Linked DNA regions of Mus musculus: regions 2, 3 and 4 are each linked to region 1. The links are chromatin contacts, called in public HiChIP or PLAC-seq and promoter capture Hi-C maps. All regions are on one chromosome and are shown on one strand. The core of a region is the stretch at or near the end of the contact, and the rest is flanking DNA. Distances in the headings are between cores, read along the strand shown.

Evidence for each region. Promoter capture Hi-C pulls out the DNA fragments that hold promoters and counts their contacts. HiChIP or PLAC-seq counts read pairs in DNA pulled down with a chosen protein or histone mark.
Region 2: a contact with region 1 is called in an HNF4G HiChIP or PLAC-seq map of pancreatic cancer cells. The contact joins the enhancer-like site here to the promoter of Sox13 in region 1. A contact is called at or near these places in 1 of 39 promoter capture datasets (liver), 1 of 484 Hi-C or Micro-C datasets (palatal mesenchyme), 7 of 115 datasets of contacts at active chromatin or transcription factors (embryonic basal ganglia, embryonic forebrain, embryonic hindbrain and 4 more) and 2 of 9 other capture datasets (adipose tissue and embryonic stem cells).
Region 3: an H3K4me3 HiChIP or PLAC-seq map of neural progenitor cells shows a contact between it and region 1, with 31 read pairs. The contact joins the enhancer-like site here to the promoter of Sox13 in region 1. A contact is called at or near these places in 7 of 39 promoter capture datasets (the 3T3-L1 cell line, the HPC-7 cell line, cancer-associated fibroblasts and 4 more), 20 of 484 Hi-C or Micro-C datasets (Sertoli cells, cardiomyocytes, cerebral cortex and 8 more), 32 of 115 datasets of contacts at active chromatin or transcription factors (the HPC-7 cell line, bone marrow-derived macrophages, craniofacial prominence and 21 more) and 4 of 9 other capture datasets (adipose tissue, embryonic stem cells, liver and 1 more).
Region 4: a promoter capture Hi-C map of the HPC-7 cell line shows a contact between it and region 1. The contact joins the enhancer-like site here to the promoter of Sox13 in region 1. A contact is called at or near these places in 6 of 39 promoter capture datasets (the HPC-7 cell line, cranial neural crest, embryonic stem cells and 3 more), 8 of 484 Hi-C or Micro-C datasets (the HPC-7 cell line, cerebral cortex, embryonic fibroblasts and 2 more), 23 of 115 datasets of contacts at active chromatin or transcription factors (the HPC-7 cell line, cardiomyocytes, craniofacial prominence and 15 more) and 3 of 9 other capture datasets (adipose tissue, liver and pancreatic islet).

What each region holds. Positions count from the first base shown.
Region 1 is chr1:133,421,931-133,426,770 of GRCm38.p6, reverse strand. It overlaps Sox13 (SRY (sex determining region Y)-box 13), which reads left to right and starts at 2,559. Exons shown (of 14, transcript NM_011439.2): 1 at 2,559-2,895.
Region 2 is chr1:133,186,293-133,191,132 of GRCm38.p6, reverse strand. It overlaps a transcript of Plekha6 not described here. Among named protein-coding and RNA genes, the nearest start is that of Gm51648, 25 kb to the left of the region's middle. RefSeq lists an enhancer at 1,640-4,840. Within about 2 kb of position 2,997, at least 105 of the 459 cell types and tissues checked have an H3K27ac peak or open chromatin away from gene starts, as enhancers often do. A contact at or near this core is called in adipose tissue, embryonic basal ganglia, neural tube and 1 more, where this site is marked.
Region 3 is chr1:133,593,920-133,598,759 of GRCm38.p6, reverse strand. No RefSeq gene overlaps it. Among named protein-coding and RNA genes, the nearest start is that of Snrpe, 14 kb to the left of the region's middle. Within about 2 kb of position 1,944, at least 32 of the 459 cell types and tissues checked have an H3K27ac peak or open chromatin away from gene starts, as enhancers often do. A contact at or near this core is called in cortical neurons, embryonic limb bud, neural progenitor cells and 1 more, where this site is marked.
Region 4 is chr1:133,569,127-133,573,966 of GRCm38.p6, reverse strand. No RefSeq gene overlaps it. Among named protein-coding and RNA genes, the nearest start is that of Snrpe, 39 kb to the left of the region's middle. Within about 2 kb of position 2,561, at least 9 of the 459 cell types and tissues checked have an H3K27ac peak or open chromatin away from gene starts, as enhancers often do. A contact at or near this core is called in the HPC-7 cell line, where this site is marked.

The sequences.
Region 1 (4,840 bases), core at 1,310-3,809:
AGACATAAACAAGGGAGGCTGAGAAAGAACATGCTGCAAGGCTGGAGAATATTCTGGAGTGTGGGGGTGCAGAATGAGTATTACAAGGTATGCATTTGATATTAGAGGTATACATTTGATGGTGTGGTCATAAGAAAGACCTAGCATCCTTCATTAGTTTCCTCCCTCCACTTACTGTCTCTAGCTGCCCACCCCCCACATCTAAAATGATGCCAAGGATACTGGTGCCACAAAGTCAGTAAGGTGGCACCAGACATTTTATGGGAAAACAGTGCCATGTCAGCAGCAGACACTTCATAGCTTAATTTGGTGGCAGTGACTGGGAGGGCTGTGTTAGAAATGAACTGCCAGGCGGTGAGTGATGGAGACAGGAGCATGCACTTCTAGGCTCCCTGTTGTTGTTTTTAGAGATGCCAAGGTTTTTATTTTGTCTTAACTTATTATGCTGTTATTATTGTTGATGATGATGATGACAGTGTCTCACTATGTAGATCAGGCTACTTCCAAACTCATAGAGATCTACCTGCCTCTGCTTCCTGAGGCTGGGGTTAAAGGAGAGTAACTGCACACCCAGTTCAAACTCCATTCTTGTCTGTCTCCATCTGCTGTAGCTAATGGCAGGGACAGGGAGGGGCCCACAGAGAAGTGCACCACTGAAGCTGACCAGGGGCCAGAGGGAAACCACAAGATATGGGTGCACAGACATGCTGTCTGGGAGGAGAGAAAGAAGGTGGCCCTTGGATAATTCTTTCCTGGCTTCTGAAATGATCCCACCCAGTCTCCCTAAAACCATACCCTCAACAGTTACCATTGGCCTTTCCCATCTGCTTTCCCACACTCTAGCCCTACCTTGGCTCAGGTCTTCATCCTTCCTTCTGAAGCTCCTCATTGGCCAACCTCTGTACCTCAGCTACACTGATTGCACCAGAGCCCTGCTTAGAACCCCTTTCTTTGTAAAGAGCTAACTGATAAACACGAATGTATTATGGGCCTCCTCTTTGCCAAGTCCCATCTAGACACATAGGATCTAACCATGAACAAGAGGCACATCCCTCCCTGTCCCAAAGAGTTTACCATCTCAATGTCACAGTGTAGACAGGCAAATGACCTGTGGGGTTCTCAGAGCCCATGGATGGAGCTCCTGGCCATGATTTGATCCTCAAAGATTGCCTGAGAAGCTGGTACCAGACAGAGACCCAAAAGACAGAAGACTATGGAAGAGTTGTCACCCAGGCAGGGAAGCAGGGACTGATGAAATGCATGCATCCTGTGGAAGCTTCCTGCTTGGCCACCACTCGAGAGGGAGAGGGTCATACAGTCCCACAATGGGCGTTCCTTCAACCAGCCCTGCTCCCACAGGTCTTCAAGACGTACTTCAAACTGTGGCCTTTCTAAGGAGACTCTGATCCAAGTCCCCATAGCTTAGCATCCTTGGTAGACCCTATGGCTCTAGCACTTTGTAGAATTAGAGTCTTCACAACATGGGAATCCAGAAAGGGCTGCCACTGTGTCATTCATCTTGGTGATCCCTGGCATCTGCTTGGGTCAGGTTTGGTGTAGACATTTAATAGATGGGCCGAATGAGGAGAAACCCTTCTTCAAACAAACCTTCCTCCTAAACGGGGCAGGAAGAAAGGAAGGACTTGTTGGAGAAATTCTAAAAAGGACAGGGCTAGGGAGTGGCTAGACATTAGGAAGCTGTCAGAGATCTGATCGCATCAAAGCAGGTCTCTCCTTGCCCTCAGGTTGGTTTCAAATTGAGATCCTCCTGCCTCAGCTTCCCAGGTATTATAGGCATGAGCCACTCCCAGCTCCAAGGGCAGTTCTCAAGGAGCATGCCTTTAATCCTAGCACCCTGGAGGCAGAGCCAAGCAGGTTTCTGTGAGTTCGAGGCCAGTCTGATTTACCAGTGAGAAAAATAAAGTTCAATCTCGGGTCTCTGGAGGAGGCTGTGAACTGGACTTGTTAAAAGGAATGAAAATTCCCCATAGTAACTCTCAAACCTGGGTCGAGGGGACTAGGCAGAATTCACCTTCCTCCCCCTATTTTCTCTATCCAGTGGGTCACTACATCTCCACAGGTCTCACTCTGGAGAACCTCTGCTGTCCCCTTCCCAGCACAGGTCTCCAGCTGTTGAGGCCTGGCTGGACCAGCTGCTGGGAGGAGGAGGAGGAGGAGGAGGAGGAGGAGGAGGAGGAGGAGGAGGAGGAGGAGGAGGAGGAGGAGGAGGAGGAGGAGGAAGCTCTGTCCCTCCCTCCTCCATCTCCACACCCTCCCTCCTCCCCCGCCCGCTCGCGCCCTCCCTCCCTCCCTCCCTCTTTCTCCTCGGAGGCTGTCGGAGTGGCTTTCGCAGAAGCGAGCGGCGAGCGCCCTGCTCCAGTCCCGCCTGGGAACTGAAGTGTACGAGCGCGGCTCCTGGAAGCCGAGCTCCGGAGCGGCCGGCGGAGGTCGAAGGCCGAGGCGGCGCGCTCAGCTTCGGAGGCCCTGGCTTTGGACCCAGCGGGCTCGGAGCTGCGCGGAGGAGCAGAGCGCACTGCCCGCCGGCCTGGCGGGCGCAGCGGCCGCGAGTCCGGGAGCCGGACTGCGGAAGGGAACACGGCGGCGGCCAGCCGGGGGCAGAGGGCAGAGTGCCGAGCGGCCTGGCTCGGAGGAGGGCGCCGCCCGACCCGTCCTCAGCTCGGCGACCGTGGCCAGCGGAGCCCGGCGGGCCGCGGGTCCTGAGCGCTTCCAGCCCACGGCGGGGGGCGTGCCTCCGCCCGGCCGCGCCGCCCCGGCCCGCTGCCCGCCGCGTTGCCGGGGCATGTGAGCGGGAAGGCCAGGCTGCTGGCTGCCGGGACGCACTGAGCAGAAGCCGGAGCGCGGAGTTGCGACCCCGGGCCCGCGCCCGACCGATTAGTAAGTGCGCCCCTTCGCGCCGCGCGCCCCATCACCCCAGCCTCGCGAAGTTTGACACGCGCGCCCCCGCGTTCCTAGGGACACGCTGGCTCTCTGCCGCGCGACTTTCCATCTTGGGCAAAGTTTTTGCCAGGCGGAGCCGATCCTACCAGACCCCTCACAACGCCGGCCGGTGGCGCCGCGCTGATCCCGCGTCCTTTTGGAGGGCAGTGGCTACAGGCCGTTGGGGGTGGCGTGCGCGCGCCACGCGAGCCGGGCTTCGGGGGTCCTCTACCCGCCCGCCCTTTGCGACCCGCCGGCCTTAGGTCTTTCGCCCCAGCCTGACCAACGCTCCCAGTTTAAGCACTCCCAGCCTGAGCTTAGATGTCCCCGTGCGAGCCCCACGTGGGGCTCGGGTACCCGCAACGCGGAGCTCCGGTCCCGGGGTGCATTGGGCAGCCGGGGTTCAGCGCGCGCCCTTCCCACGGCTCCGGTTCATTCCCCGCGGACCAGCCGGGCGCCGCCTCCCATTTTTTCAGCCCTTGCTGCTCTTCACTCCAGCCTGCCCCTTGCCACCCCTGCGTCCCACGGTGGAGTGTCGGAGAAGCGCCTTTCAGCCCCTTTCACTGTAGAAATAAATTGATCACAGGACTGATGGGATGGGGGTGGGGGGTGGTCGCGTAGTCCCAGCGGTTCGCCATTGTTTTCCCATCCCACGTTCGGTACGTAAACACACACTCACGCGAGTGTGTGTGTGTGTGCGTGCGTGTGTTTGCACGCGCCAGCTGCGGCTGCTCAGATTCCCCAGGAGCTCTAGGGTCGCCCGCGGGATCTCCCCGCAACCAACCTACATGTCCTGGCAGGAGGTGCCTCATTACTTGAAGCTGGGGGGGGAAAGGCACGGAGAGTGGGAGCTGTCCCAGAGTCCTTGGCGAGGCCGGGGGTCCGGCTTGGGCTGGACGTGAATTTTGAACTTCAGCCTTGGATCATTCCGGGAGGACCCCGGGCGCTTGAGCGGTGGCTCTAGCCTGGGAGGGTCCCCAGCAGCTGGCGCTCTTGGCAGCATCTCCGTGACAAGAGCTTAGAGGAAACTGAGGAGTTTTCCTGGGAAGTTTGCTTTAGCTCTGTGGGAATTTCCGGGCCCGGCGCCTTAGCGCTGGCGCTGGCAGAGGGGTCTGACCTAAGGCAGTCAGTCAGTGATGCTGCCACTCCGAGCAAGGTTCCCAGAGACCCTGTTTCCAACTTCTTGATGCGGTAGGAAGTCCCTCACTGTGTGCTAGATTCAACACACTTGGGTCTTGTTCTTGACCGAGATGGGTCGCTTGATCCTGGCGATGTCCAAACATCGCCTGTACTTTCTCAGTTTAAAAAAAGGGCGGATCTGTGCTTCTATCTTTGAAGCTGGTGTATGTTGATGGTTTGAAGGATGCTGGTTTGGAAGGCCTGTACCACGGAACGCCAGATAGCCTTGTAGTTAGAACCAGGAAGCTAAGCTGGAGTTGTACAGTAGTGCAGCCGCTGGTGGTGCCACCGAAGGCAATTTGACCCACCTCCCTTGCTCAGGTTACTTATCTGTATAGTGAGGTTAAATTCTGACAGTGGCCACCTCGTGGGGGTGGTCTTAAGGATGAAAAGTCTAAAGGCAATCTCAGCGCCATGCGGCACAAAGTAAATAAATGCTCGGCAACTGTTAGCTTTTGTTGTCGGGATGTAACTTAGTGGAAGAGCTCTAGCTCAACATGCAGGAAATCTTGGGTACTGTATTCAGTGTGTGCATTTGGGAAGTTAGCTGTTGTTTCTTATTACTAATCATATTTACGTCTATTATTGTTGTTACTATTAGTTTGTTTTCCAATACAGGGTCTCTGCGTAGCTCTGGCCGCTCTGGGACTTGTTTTGTAGACCAGGCTGGCCTCGAACTCAGATTCTTCTGCCTCTGTCTCCTGAGTGCTGGGATTAAAGGCAC
Region 2 (4,840 bases), core at 1,748-4,247, 240 kb after region 1:
TGAAACCCTAGCAATAAAAAAAAAAAAAAAAAAGAAAAGAAAAAGAAAAGGGGGGGGGAGAAAATAGTCTAGAAGAGCAGACATTCTCTCTCCCTCTCCCTCCCTTCCTCCCTCCTTCTCCTGCTGCTCCCTCCTTCCCACCAGGCTTGGTTTTGTCACACCCTCCCTATCAAGATGAAGTTGAAACCTTGAGACAAAATAAAGTGACTCTCTCCAAAGTTGTTTGCACCAAGTATTCTATCCTTACGACACAAAGTCCAGAACACCATTCAAATCTGTCGCCTGTAGATGCTGAGCGCATTCACAGCAGGCCCTTGCCCCACCCAACCTCATCTGGGCCACAAGGCTATCGGTTGGAGCCATAAAGGGAATACACCCAAACCGTAAGATGTGTGGGCTGCAAACACCTGGCCCACTCTGTTTACAAAGGGCAAAGTTCCCGTGGAAAGGGAGGGCTCGCCCCACCCATTCTTTGAGTGCCACCCACAACCTAAGAGGAAAGCAGGTCAGAGAGACTGAGAAACAGGCCGAGTTCACAAAGCTCACAGTTCAAAACGGAGGCCAGCAGTATGAGTTTCTCCACGTGCTTCTAAATCCTTCAGATGAATATGGCCAGCATTCTGCCTACGTATTCCAGAGCCCCATCCCTCCAGCCCCTGCTAACTTCAACCTCTAGGTTCTGAGATCTCCCATAGAACCTGGCTCGTGGTGGATCCCACACACTTGGGCTTCTTACTGGTCAGCACCGTCATGGCATTGTACAAAAGAGCGAGAAAACGACAGGATGTTTACTCCGAGGCCTGGTGGAAGCCTTTTCTGTCAGAAATGTCTCCCAAAAGCTGGACACCCATAGGCATGGTGCCAAAAACTCAACAGAGAATCTGTGTTCCATTACATTCAACTGAACCTAGCAAGCAAAAGACATTCTGGATAAGATTGGGTGGGGCAAGGGTCTGGATGGATGTTTACTGCACAAGGCTAGCCCTCCTACTCACCTTCCCCACCTGACTCCCCTCACACAAGACCCAGATTCCTTCAGCTTCCTCTTTCTGTATCATTCCTAAACCCACCCCTTCACACCCCAAGACAATAGACGAAAAGCACCCCAGTTCTGGATGCACTCCAGGTCCTCTCTCTGTATCTATCACTGGGTGTGGTGGTTTACAACTTTAATCTCAGCACTTAAGAGGCAGAGACAAGCCAGTCTGTGAGTTCAAGGCCAACCTGGGCTGCGCTGTGAGACCCCATTTCAAAAAAGAAGAGAAGAGAAGAGAAGAGAAGAGAAGAGAAGAGAAGAGAAGAGAAGAGAAGAGAAGAGAAGAGAAGAGAAGGGAGGGAAGGAGGGAGAGGGGAGGGAGGGAATAGCTCAGGATGACAGACTCAGTACATTTGGTAGTTTGAATGAAAATGGCCTCCATAGGCTCTTAGGGTGTGGCACTGTTAGGAGGTGTGGCCTTGGTGGAAGTGTGTCACTGTGGGAGGGTTTTGAGGTTTCAAATGTTCAAGCCAAGCCCAGTGTCACTCTCTCTTCCTGTTGCCTGCTGATCCAGAGGTAGAACTCTCAGCTCCTTCTTCAGCACCATATTTGCCTGCATGCTGCCATGCTTCCTACCATGATGATAATGAACTAAACCTCTGAACTGTAAGCCTGCCCCAATCAAATGTTTTCCTTTTTAAGAGTTGCTGTGGTGGTCGGGCAGTGATGACGTATGCCTTTAATCCCAGCACTTGGGAGGCAGAGGCAGGTGGATTTCTGAGTTGGAGGCCAGACTGATCTACAGAGTGAGTTCCAGGACAGAGAAACCCTGTCTCGATAAAGAAAAAGAAGAAGAAAAGAAAAGGGAGAAGGAGAAGGAGACGAGGACGAGGAGGAGGAAGAGAAGGAGGAGTTACTATGGTCATGGTGTCTCTTCACAGCAATAGAAACCTAACAAAGACAATAGACAAAGAATAGACTGTGAACCTGAGCAATATACCTGTTGAGGTCCCAAGTTGGGGACATGCCTCTGTGACCGTAGCAGATAGAGTGACCGCTGACCCTTGGTTAACCTCACAGATAGGAGCCGCAAGGTCCGGACAGGCAATACTCGGTGTGGAACGTAAGAGAGAGCCTGGGGTTCCTTGCAGCCTCTCTGTGTTTCTCAAACTCCATGTGGTGACTCACCAGTGGGTGTGAAATCAAGAGAAGGGTCAAGGCTATATTTAGAAAACGGTGTGGGGAGCCTTCCTGGAATAGAGCAGGAAGCTGTGGCAAGTGAAGGTAGCATGCTTGTTATTAGAGAAGGATAAATCTCATATCGGCTTCTCAGCAACATCCCATTAGGCGGCACCTTTCAGACTTCCTTAACTGTGTTCAGAGTTCTCACCTGTGTGACTTGCTCTCTGTCCTCAGCAGATTGGAATGCTAAGCTCCTTAGGAGTTAGGAGTCACATCTCCCAAGTGCCAGCCCCGATCCCAGGCTCTACCACCAAACTAGGCTCAGACCAGGAAAGCAGGTGACAGTCTAGGAAGTATCCACCAATGAAAAAGATTAAGGTGGAAAAAGAGGGGACCCACCATGGACAGATGGTGGGGATTCCCATCAGCCCCTCCACTGCAGACTGAGTAGTTATGCGGACTCCCATCAGCCCCTCTGTTTTACAGATGAAGGGGTGGGGAAAGAAGAGCTAGGACTGAGACCTGTGTTTGTATGGCCCTTGCCAGGAAACTCATACACATGTGGGAACATACATGTGAGGGCAGAGACAACACAGCATCCTGTTTTTGCCTTTCTCAGGATTTTCCAATTCCCTAAAGGAAAAAGAAGGCTGGGCACACCCATCTTCCTCTTTGTCCCACCCTATATCCTTCTCCATCTCTTTTGAGGTTGATTTTTTTTTCTCCCTAGCTCAGTACCCCCTCCCCCAAATACCAGCCAACTGGTTACCCAGGCAACTCAGCTGGGAGGCTGCCAGTTACCGTGGCAACCCAGCATGGCCACCGGGCTGTCTTGCATAGGAAGGTCAGGGGACCAACCAGGCTACCAAGCAGCTGGGAGGTTGCTAACAGGACTGGCCCAGGCTGAGAGGCCTACATGCCTGAGGGAATTAAGTTCCTGCTGTCTGGGACCTCTGTTTCCCATGAAGCAGCCTCCTCCAGTAAGGAGCATGAACCACACGCTAACCTCCCTGGTTCTGTCACCCAAGCCTGATCCTGCCAGCCAAACTTTTTTTTTTTGGGGGTCTCTTCTAGTCCTGGTTGGCCTGGAGCTCACTATGTAGAACCCTGTCAGCCAACCTTTTAGGTTTTATTTGTGTGTGTGTGTGTGTGTGTGTGTGAGAGAGAGAGAGAGAGAGAGAGAGAGAGAGAGAGAGAGAGTGTGTGTGTGTGTGTGTGTGTGTGTGTGTGCTCGAGCGCACGCTCTCTTTCACACATGTCACAGTGTGCATGTATAACTTAGAAGGCAGGAGTCAGTTTTCTTTCTTCCACCACGTGGGTCCCAGGTATGGACCTGAGATTCCTAGCCTTGGGAGCAACCCCTTCACTTGCCAAGCCACCCACCACTTTTTTCACTGTCACTGTCACCTCTCACAAGAAACAGTTTCTCAGACTGAGTAGCCACCGGCTGCTGGTCAGCCTGATTCAGGATTCCCCTCTTCCCAACACGCGCAGAAGTCAGCGTATTCGCAATATAAGTGTCTCTACGTGTACTCTCTAGTTCTTGCTACGCTGGTCACACTCTGGGTGTTATTGGTAAAGTTACCTTGATGGAGTACAAGTGTGTTATCTCACTTTGCATATGGAGCCACCAAAACTTGGAGAAATCCAGGGACTTGCACAAGGTCACAAAGCTAAGGTATGGACAGACTGACATCCTGAAACCCCTTGAGTGGCTTACTCCACCCCTCTCCCACCCTGCCGCACCTGGCTTTGGCTACTAGACTTTTTAGACATTAAATGATTATTTGGAGGCTGATTCATCACTCACACTATGCTTCATCTTCACCTCTAGGAAGAGGTCTTTCGTGTTCTTGCAGGATAGCTTAGAACCGAGACCCAGAGGTGTTTTCTGTTTTGTGTTTTGGAGACAGCATCTTGGTATGTAGTCCAGGATGGCCTAGAACTTGAAACCCCCTGAGTGTTGGGATTAGAGGGATGCACTATCACACCAGACTCTAAAACCCAGAGATTTAAAGAAACTTCCCAGGGTACTGAAACTATTTGGGAAAATCTTTACCTGTGAGGATCACCTAACAGGAGTCTCTTTCTGAGCCACGCTATAGAACAGTGGTTCTCAAAGTGTGGGTTGTGATGCCTTTGGGGTCAACTAAGCCTTTCACAGGGTTCAATTGAGACCATTGGAAAACAAAGGTATTTATATTACAATTCGTAACAGTAGCAAAATTACAGTTATGAAGTAGCAACAAAAATAATTTTATGGCTGGGGATCAGCACAACATGAAACTGTATTAAAGAGTCAGAGCACTAGGAAGGCTGAGAGCTGGCTCAGTGGTTAGAGCACTGACTGCTCTTCCAAAGTCCTGAGTTCAAATCCCAGCAACCACATGGGTGGCTCACAACCATCTGTAATGAGATCTGGTGTGTCTGAAGACAACTATAGTGTACGAATGTATATTAAATAAATAAGTATTTTAAAAAATAAGAAAAAATGGCTGAGAGCCACCACTGCTACAGAATATGATTCACTCAGAACAGTCATTTGCCCATCTCCTGCTCCCTTGTAAGACCTTGAATTTTTTTTTAACAATATTGTGGGACCCTGACTTGGGGAAGTTAAAAAGAAAACCACTTTTGCATCCTAGGACCACAGTGGACTACTCCCACCCCAGAGATGAAAAA
Region 3 (4,840 bases), core at 695-3,194, 170 kb before region 1:
ATGCTTTGAGATGCAGTGAAACAGGTGTAATAGGGAGGGAGGAGAAGAGCAAGAAGGAGCTAAGGTAGCCAAAATAGAGAGGATCCTGGAAGGAAAAGCGGGAGGGGAGCTAAGAAATAAGGAAACATACAAAGCTCAATGGTGGTGGCGCATGCTGTTTATCCCAGCACTTAGAAGGCAGAGGTAGGCATTCTCTGAGTGATAGCCAAGGCTACACAAACCCTGTCTGGAAGAAGAAAAACAAATCATACCAACAAAATGAGACAAAAACCTGAAGAGCAAGAAATTGTAAAGCAATAAATAAAAATGTAGAGAGTAAGGGGCCTGGTAAGATGGCTCAGCAGATGAGGTTGTTTGCTACCAAACCAGATTCCCTGAGTTCAACCCCCAGGACACATGGAAGAGAACCAGCTCCTGTAAGTTGTCTTCTGACGTCATATGGATGCTACAGCACATGTGTGCAAAAGTAGGCTTGAAGGGGTCACAAAGGTGATGGAAGTATTTGGGACAGCTTCCTCCTGAGTCTTTGACCTCCCTGTGTGGGGTTACAGGCTTGTCCTGAGTTATGTCAAATCAGGACAAGATGGTGCCTGGCTGCTCCCTCTGTCCACAGCAGCTCATCTGCCAAAATCATTGCTCCACCGAAATTTGGCTTGTCCTCTGGGTGTCTTGGGCTTGCCCTGAAGCAAGGACTGCACATTTCTCCTGCCTTGCCTCAGGAGAGCAACTACTCCCCTCCCCAGTCAGGGGGCTGTGCTTTGGGTGCGGTTTGCCCCTCCCTCCAGCAGGTATTTTTGCCCTTGTTTATTTTGTCACTATATTGGTGCAGTGTCATGTGTGGATTATGCTCATTTCATCAGAGGACAACTTGAAGGGGATTGGTTCTTTTCCACCATCACTTACTTCTTAAGTAAGTTCTTTGCCTTTAGGAGAGTGTATTGTTTCTCCTGATTCTGATTGTCACCCTTGAAAGCTCACATGGGCAGATTCTAGCCCTCACACTTGGAAGTCTCCAGCTTTGCGTAATAATTGTGATAGACAATTAATAGAGGTTTTCTAGGCAAAGTTGAACAAATACTGAAACAGATTCACAAGCAAGCAGGGGTTCTCCGTTTATTTTAGGTTGGTTCCCCTTGTTTGGCCCAGGTAGCCTTAAGCCTAGTCCTCCTGCCTCAGCTTTCTAAGAGCTGGGACTATGAACATGTGCCACCTCACTCATGCTAACAGTTTTAGTATTATGTTCTTAGTGGGTACTACAAGATGAGGAAGGCCAATCCTATGTTTATATTTTGTGGTGCTGGGGATCAAACACATGGCCTGGTGTATACTACGTAAGCATTCTGTCACTGGGCAGCACTCCCAGCCCCAGAGCCCATCTGAAATCACGATAAAGGTAAAGATGGCTGAAAGTCCACCAGGAAGTTCAGTTTCTGTACTGGAAAAATGACTCCATAGGTAAAAGCACCTGGACGCCCACCAGCAAGCCTGACACTGTGGGGAAGAACGAGCCAGCGTCCAATTGTCCCCTGACCTCCATGAATGTGACGAGCTTGTGTTCCCACATACATTATACACCAAATAAGTTATAATAAAGTTTTTTAAAGTCCCAGTTCTTTTTGAGATTCATTAAAGTGAATAAAATCACTCTGTCTGAGGCAGGAGAGTTGTAATGACCATAAAAGTCAGCCCCTGGGAGCTGCCTTTAGCTACAGCGATCTCCTTTCTAAATGTGTGCCCTTTGGTTATATTTTCAGTAGACTACTTTAGCACTTTCAACATGCCTGAGTTTGAAATTCATTAAGCCAGCTCTGTAAAGAAAATACTGGGCAGTAGAGGGAGTTAGAGCGGTGGGACTGCTGATGAAAGACCAGAGCTAAAGACCTCCCTGCAGCTTTCTTGGCACCAGAATAGCTGGGAAGGAGGATAAAAGCTGGAGCAGGATAATCCCTAAGAAAACCTGCTGGCTGCTTTTTCCATTTCCCTGTGTGGCCTTTCTGACCCGGTTGCCCTGTGTAAGCAAAGCTGAGCCTGCTGTGGCTTATTCTGAATGGATCAAGATGTGGAAGGTTCTATTTTTGACAGAGCAAACGATGATCTAGTGAGAAATAGGTGCTCTTACAATTGAGCTCTGTATTTAGAAATCTTTGCCTGCTGCTCCCTGCTCTGTGGAGCCTGTGGTGTTTGCCTTTTAAACTTGGACTTCTCCACAATCTGTAGCTCCTTTCTTCAAACTAGAATTTGTATTGCAGGGAGGCGTTGCTCTCCCTTCATTAAGGCTACTGAACTACTGGGAAGCAGCTCATGTTGGCAGCCCTTGGTATGTGGGCAATTATTTTTCTGGAATGGCTCTTTGTTTCAGAGAGGGTCTTGCTAACCACCCACTAACTCTTGTAACATTCTTGAAAGGGGGTTGGGGGGAGCTGGAGAGGCATGCCCTGAAAGAAAATTAAGTACTGATATGAGCCTGGTCTGTCCATGGCAGGTAGAGGGAAGGAAAAGTTTGAAAATCTTAGACTTACTATTCATGGGCGCCAACTCTTGTCGGTCCACGCTTGTCAGGTAAGGGAGAGGACTGGGCTTATTTGAGTTGGGCTGTTACTGTACTGTTCTCCCCTCTAGCATGATTGACACACACTATTCAAGTCTGTTACTGTTCCCCCTCTAGCATGATTGATAGACACACACTATTCAAGTCTGTTACTGTTCTCCCCTCTAGCATGATAGACACACACTATTCAAGTCTGTTACTGTTCCCCCTCTAGCATGATAGATAGACACACACTATTCAAGTCTGTTACTGTTCTCCTCTCTAGCATGATAGACACACACTATTCAAGTCTGTTACTGTTCTCCCCTCTAGCATGATAGACACACACTATTCAAGTCTGTTACTGTTCCCCCTCTAGCATGATAGATAGACACACACTATTCAAGTCTGTTACTGTTCTCCTCTCTAGCATGATAGACACACACTATTCAAGTCTGTTACTGTTCTCCTCTCTAGCATGATAGACACACACTATTCAAGTCTGTTACTGTTCCCCCTCTAGCATGATAGACACACACTATTCAAGTCTGTTACTGTTCTCCTCTCTAGCATGATAGACACACACTATTCAAGTCTGTTACTGTTCTCCCCTCTAGCATGATTGATAGACACACACTATTCAAGTCTGTTACTGTTCTCCTCTCTAGCATGATAGACACACACTATTCAAGTCTGTTACTGTTCCCCCTCTAGCATGATAGACACACACTATTCAAGTCTGTTACTGTTCTCCTCTCTAGCATGATAGACACACACTATTCAAGTCTGTTACTGTTCTCCTCTCTAGCATGATAGACACACACTATTCAAGTCTGTTACTGTTCCCCCCTCTAGCATGATAGACACACACTATTCAAGTCTGTTACTGTTCCCCCTCTAGCATGATAGACACACACTATTCAAGTCTGTTACTGTTCTCCCCTCTAGCATGATAGACACACACTATTCAAGTCTGTTACTGTTCCCCTCTAGCATGATAGACACACACTATTCAAGTCTGTTACTGTTCTCCCCTCTAGCATGATAGACACACACTATTCAAGTCTGTTACTGTTCTCCTCTCTAGCATGATAGACACACACTATTCAAGTCTGTTACTGTTCTCCCCTCTAGCATGATAGACACACACTATTCAAGTCTGTTACTGTTCCCCCCTCTAGCATGATAGATAGACACACACTATTCAAGTCTGTTACTGTTCTCCCCTCTAGCATGATAGATAGACACACACTATTCAAGTCTGTTACTGTTCTCCCCTCTAGCATGATAGATAGACACACACTATTCAAGTCTGTTACTGTTCTCCTCTCTAGCATGATAGACACACACTATTCAAGTCTGTTACTGTTCTCCCCTCTAGCATGATAGACACACACTATTCAAGTCTGTTACTGTTCTCCTCTCTAGCATGATAGACACACACTATTCAAGTCTGTTACTGTTCTCCCCTCTAGCATGATAGACACACACTATTCAAGTCTGTTACTGTTCTCCCCTCTAGCATGATTGATAGACACACACTATTCAAGTCTGTTACTGTTCTCCCCTCTAGCATGATAGACACACACTATTCAAGTCTGTTACTGTTCCCCCCTGTAGCATGATAGACACACACTATTCAAGTCTGTTACTGTTCTCCCCTCTAGCATGATAGACACACACTATTCAAGTCTGTTACTGTTCTCCCCTCTAGCATGATAGACACACACTATTCAAGGCTGTTACTGTTCTCCTCTCTAGCATGATAGACACACACTATTCAAGTCTTCTTCTGAAGAAATGCTTGGGGATTTCGGAAACTTCTAAAGGTGTAGGAGAACTTGTGTCTATTCATGCTTAGAAGTTAACATAAACAGTTGACTCTCAGTTGATCTCTGTGAGTTCAAGGCCAGCGTAATGCCTCATAGAGGGTTCCAGACCAGTGGGCAGGGATACACAGTGAGACACTGTCTTGGGAAGAAAAAAAAAAGAAAAGAAAAAATCTTGTGCTGCTGCTCTCTTGCTCTTGTTTGGATTTGGTATCTGTGATACTAGCCATAGAAAAAGAGTTGGCGCCACTTTGATTTCATTTTTTTTTTTTTTGAAAAGTAAGAAGAATTGTCTTAGTTATTTTGGCTGTGAAAATATTCAGTCTTGAACTTTTCCTTGCTAGGAGCCTGTTTACATACATGCATGTGTGTGTGTGTAACTAGGTTCAATCCAGTACCTTGTACACACATTATCAAGCACTCTACTGCACTGAGCTGTATTCCAGACTTTTAAGGGTTTTATTACTGATTCAATTTCCTTATT
Region 4 (4,840 bases), core at 1,312-3,811, 150 kb before region 1:
AAAACAGATGCCCAGCCTAAAAAGTCTTCAGTAATCATAAAAGACAAGTCAAGGCCTGGAGGTACAGTGGTTGTAGAATGTTCACCTCGCTTGTTCCAGACCCTGGGTTGGAGCAGACTTGAGGCACAAGAAGGCATTATCAGGTTTCCTGTGTTTCTTTCTTCCTCCTAAGTAAGGCCACACACTGTCAAGCACACCTACAATCCACCTGGAGAGAGGCAGGGGCAGGGGCAGGGGCAGGGGCAGGGGCAGAGGAGGCAGAGGCAATAGAGTCTTAGGTCTAGCCTGGGCTACCTCAGTGAGACCCTCCCTCAGATGCTGTCTTCAAAACTTGAGCAAAGGAATTAAAAGCAGCAAGCTGAGACATGTCACCCAGTCAGTAACCCCTTGGAGCAGGCATAATACAGCCAACTGCCCTTGTTTCTCTTGTCGACTTCTGAACACATTAAAGACTGTTTAAAATCCTGTGATTTTAGCTAATGATGGCACATGGTTCTAGTATGTAGTCTGCAACACTCAGAAAAACTAAAGATTTGTATTACACTCATGATCTGGAAATACATTTGATTTCTAGAAGCTGCTTGCTCTTGAAGGGATCTTTTAAAACGAAAGCAAGTGAAAGGAAAAAAAGCCTTGGAGAGGAGACTTGTTAAATGTGTTGGCAGACTGTTACCTCTTGGGAACATTTTCTTTTCAATTGGATTTTCTGAAGGCTTGTCTATTTCCTAATGTTTATATGATCAAATCCTTTTTATTTTCAAATTAGTTTTATTTGGCCTAAAGAACTCCTGTTCTTTTATTTCTTTTAGGGGTTTTGTTTTCAGAGTTTAGTTCAAGGCAGACTCTCATAGTCTAGCCTGGCTTTGAATCCACTACATAGATGAGTGTGATCTTGAACTCTTGATCCTCCCACTTCCAAGTACCAGAGCTACAGGCGTGTGTTGCTATGTGAGGCTATCGATGCTTTTAATATAACACTAGGCCAGCGAGATGGCTCAGTGGGCCAAGCCTGACAGCCGCAGACCCACGGAGGGAACTGAAAAGATGGATTCTTTCCAGGTCGCTCCTGGCCTGTCTCATATACCTCAGCCCGCTCATCTGCGTAAACAAATGAGTAAAGATTTTAAAATATTAAGTAACATTTAAAATTGTATGTTTTCTTCAAAAGAGTGCTCTGACTTATCACAAAGGTTTAGCCTGATGTTTTTCACTATTATTTTTTAGATGCTTTAAAAACATTTTTACACTATTTATTTTGTGTCCGTAGGGTATGAGTACTTGGTGGCAGGTGCCTTGAGCCACTGAGCCATGTTGCTGGCCCTTATTGTCATCTTTTAATAGGCAACTAATAGTAACTACCAACACCCACCATAGCCTGTGGCCTACAAATCGCTTTCTTTTTAAACAGTTTCTTTCTTTTTACTTTACGAGTGTGCTTGTCTGTGTACCGTGTGTGTCCGGTGCCCTTGAAGGCTGGGTTGCAGACAGTCCTGCACGCTGGGGATGGAACCCGGGTCCTCTGCAAAAGGAGCAAAGGCTCGGGGTGCTCAGCTGTCTTTCTAGCCCCAGCATCCTCTTCTGCAACACCCCTCCTCCGCTCTTAACCCCACCTCCACATTTTTTTTTGTTTCTTTTTATGCCGTGCAAGCTTTAATTTGTGAGGAGCTTACTTACTGTATAGGCTTGTGAAGGCTGCTTTCGGAGTCTACTTACGCCGTCAGTGTTTAATTTTAGACGGAAGACATGAGCCATCAGATGTTTTTTAAATTGCCTTTAATGAGATTGTTTTCTCTGTAATCTGTTTTTAGTGTTTGCTTGTTTGTTTGATTTTTTTTTTTACAATTTATATTCATGAGCATGTATAGCCATTATTTGCAGAATCTGAAATCTGGGATAATGGATTATGTTACTAACTTTACTGGGTCAGTGCTCCCTGCTTGATCGCCAAGGGTATGTGAAAGGGTTAACATCTTTCACTCTAATTGTACTTTGACCAGTTTCTCATCAGAGGCCAATCAAGGAGACTCTGTATGCAGCGGTTTCTTGTTATCATTACCGATCTTCTTTCCTTCTGTAAGAACTCTCCCTGCCTTGGTGGATCTTTTCCTCTTAAGCTTCACTTTGTCCTAACATTAGTTTTGCTTGCTACCCTTGCATGCTTTTCCTGTAAGCTTAGTTTATCTTCACTTCTTTTCTTTTCTTTCTTTCAAAACTACATGGCCTAGGCTGGCCTCGAACTCACGGAGACCTGCCCGCCTCTGCCTCCCAAGTGCTGGAAGTAAAGTTGTGCGCCACCACGCTTGGCGTCATTCATTTCCTTCTGTTTGGCCTCCCTTGACCTTTGGTGTCTAAATGTCTAAATTAGAAACATATAATGCGACTCATTTCCCCGTGATTTATGTTCCTTTGCCTTTTAGTAGCAATCGTTTCATTGTTGACTTTAATCTTAGTTTCCACTTCAGGCTTCCTCCTTTTTATCTTTGTTCCTTCCACTCAGCGGCTTTTGCTTTGCTTCGGTTATCTTTTAAGTCTATCTGGAAAGGAAGCGATTATCTCAACCAGTTTCTGGAAGTTGAGAGACTTGACAGCATGGTCCCCTCATTCTTTCTTGAGGTTGCACAGGATGCCGCCTGGTGCTTTGGTCTTCTGAAAATGTCCCCGGGGCTAGATGGTTGAGTTCCAGCCTCACCCAGAGGGCTGTTGTTTCAAGGTCTTGTTCTTTGGTGGCTTGGCCAGTTCCCCCTTAAGAACCTCTATGACAGAGTCAGCTGACTTACCTCAGAGTAATTGATCCCGGAGATCATCGAAGGAGAAAACAAACTGGGAGTCTCAAATATCTTTTGTTGGGTTTAGGTTTTTGTTTGAAAAAAATCTCATATAGTCCAGGCTGGCCTGGAACTCACAGAGATCAGCCCCTCTGTCCCTCTGTCCCTCTGTCCCTCTGTCCCTCTGTCCCTCTGTCCCTCTGCCCCTCTGCCCCTCTGCCCCTCTGCCCCTCTGCCCCTCTGCCCCTCTGCCCCTCTGCCCCCCTGTCCCTCTGCCCCTCTGCCCCTTTGCCCCTCTGCCTCCCAAATGCTGGTCTAACATGGTATGTTACCATGCTCAGCAATATTCTTAATTCTGTAGTTACACACTTACTTAAATACATCTAATAAAAATATTTAGTCTTTACACTCTAAGGTAGTTTTGTACACTCTTGTTTTTTCCTTTTCATTTTGAGACCAGGAATCACTGTGCTGCCCAGGGTGGACTTGAATTTGTAGACACAGTGATCTTCCTGTCTTACCTCAGCCTTCCAGAGCAATGAGATGGCAGGCACACACTGTCACACCAAACCCTTCGGGCTTCTTATGTATTCTACAGGTGTTTCTCCTTATTTTTTAAAAAAATTATTTAGATGTTTTATAATTTCTAAAATCAGTAATATATTCATATGATATATAAAACATATTATATTTATTTTATACATATATATGTATAGTTTGTTTTGTTTGGGGTTTTTTGTTTGTTTGTTTGTTTGTTTTGTTTTTTTGAGACAAAGTTTCCCTGTGTAGCTCTGGCTGTCCTGGAACTCACTATAAAACAGGCTGGCCTCAAACTCACAGATCCACCTGCCTCTGCCTCCTGAGTCCTGGGACTAAAGGATCTATATTTTTTTTTATAATCTTAATTTAGATGTATCAGGAACTGTAGCTAAATATTATCCAGTTGATCAGGATTCCACCAGAATCAAAGGCTCAGTACAAGAGACTTACCCCAGGGTAGAAGGAATGGGGTCAGTCTTGAAGGTTGCCCTCTGACCCCCTCCAGGCACTATGGCAGGTACACACCCACACTCATAAATACACACGTCATGTGAATACACACACACACAATGAAATTAAAATTTATTTTGAGGCAGGGACTCTCTATGTAGTTCTGGTTATCCTGGAACCTGCTATGTAAACCAGCTATCATTGAACTCACAGAGATCCACCTGCCTCTGTCCCCTGAGTGCTGGGATTAAAGGTGTGCACCATCATGTCTGGCTAAGTAATTTTTTAAAAATATTTTTTCAAGGAAACAGTTTATATGCTAATAACAGCAGACTAAAAAACCCAAATCTAAAGAGCAGTGGGCTCTTCTGGCACGCTGGTGCTCTCTCCAGACTCCACGGAACAGGGGACTGACTCCTAGGCAGGCTCAGCTCTTTAGGAAACTGAGGTTTCAGTCCATATGTAGAATTTCTTCTCGGTTCTGTTCCTATAAGACCTTGAAACAGATTGAAACAGCCCACCCCACCCCCAAGATTGTCTAGAATAATCTCTTTGACTTAAAGCCCACCAATCATGGTCCTTCATCACACATACAAAACACTTTGACGACAATGCAGAAGAGCTTGTGAGTAGAAGGGCCCACAGCCCAGGCAGCCTGAGTACCCCCTCCCCTACCACCTGTCCTTAAGCCACCACAGCTTCCCTCATCCTCTGCCACTGCCCACCAAGACCTTTTTCACAAGGAGTCAAACCAACACTGCTTCCTCAGTCCCCTTACCACGAGCCATCTCTCCAGCCCCATTGTGTCCATTAAGAAAATACTGAGACAAGTTATCCAGGACTTGATTCTTGCTCCCTTTTCACAGTCATTGAAAACCTAGGGGCCCGGGGTGTGGCTCACAGCTATAGGTAGCACCTGCCTGGACTGTGTAATTCTGAATTTGATCCCAGAACAGGAAAAAAATTAAAAAGAAAACCTACCTGTGTATATATGTACACGTATATAAATATATATATATATATGTACATATACATACCACACACACACATATATATACATATATATCTTTATTATATCCTAGATG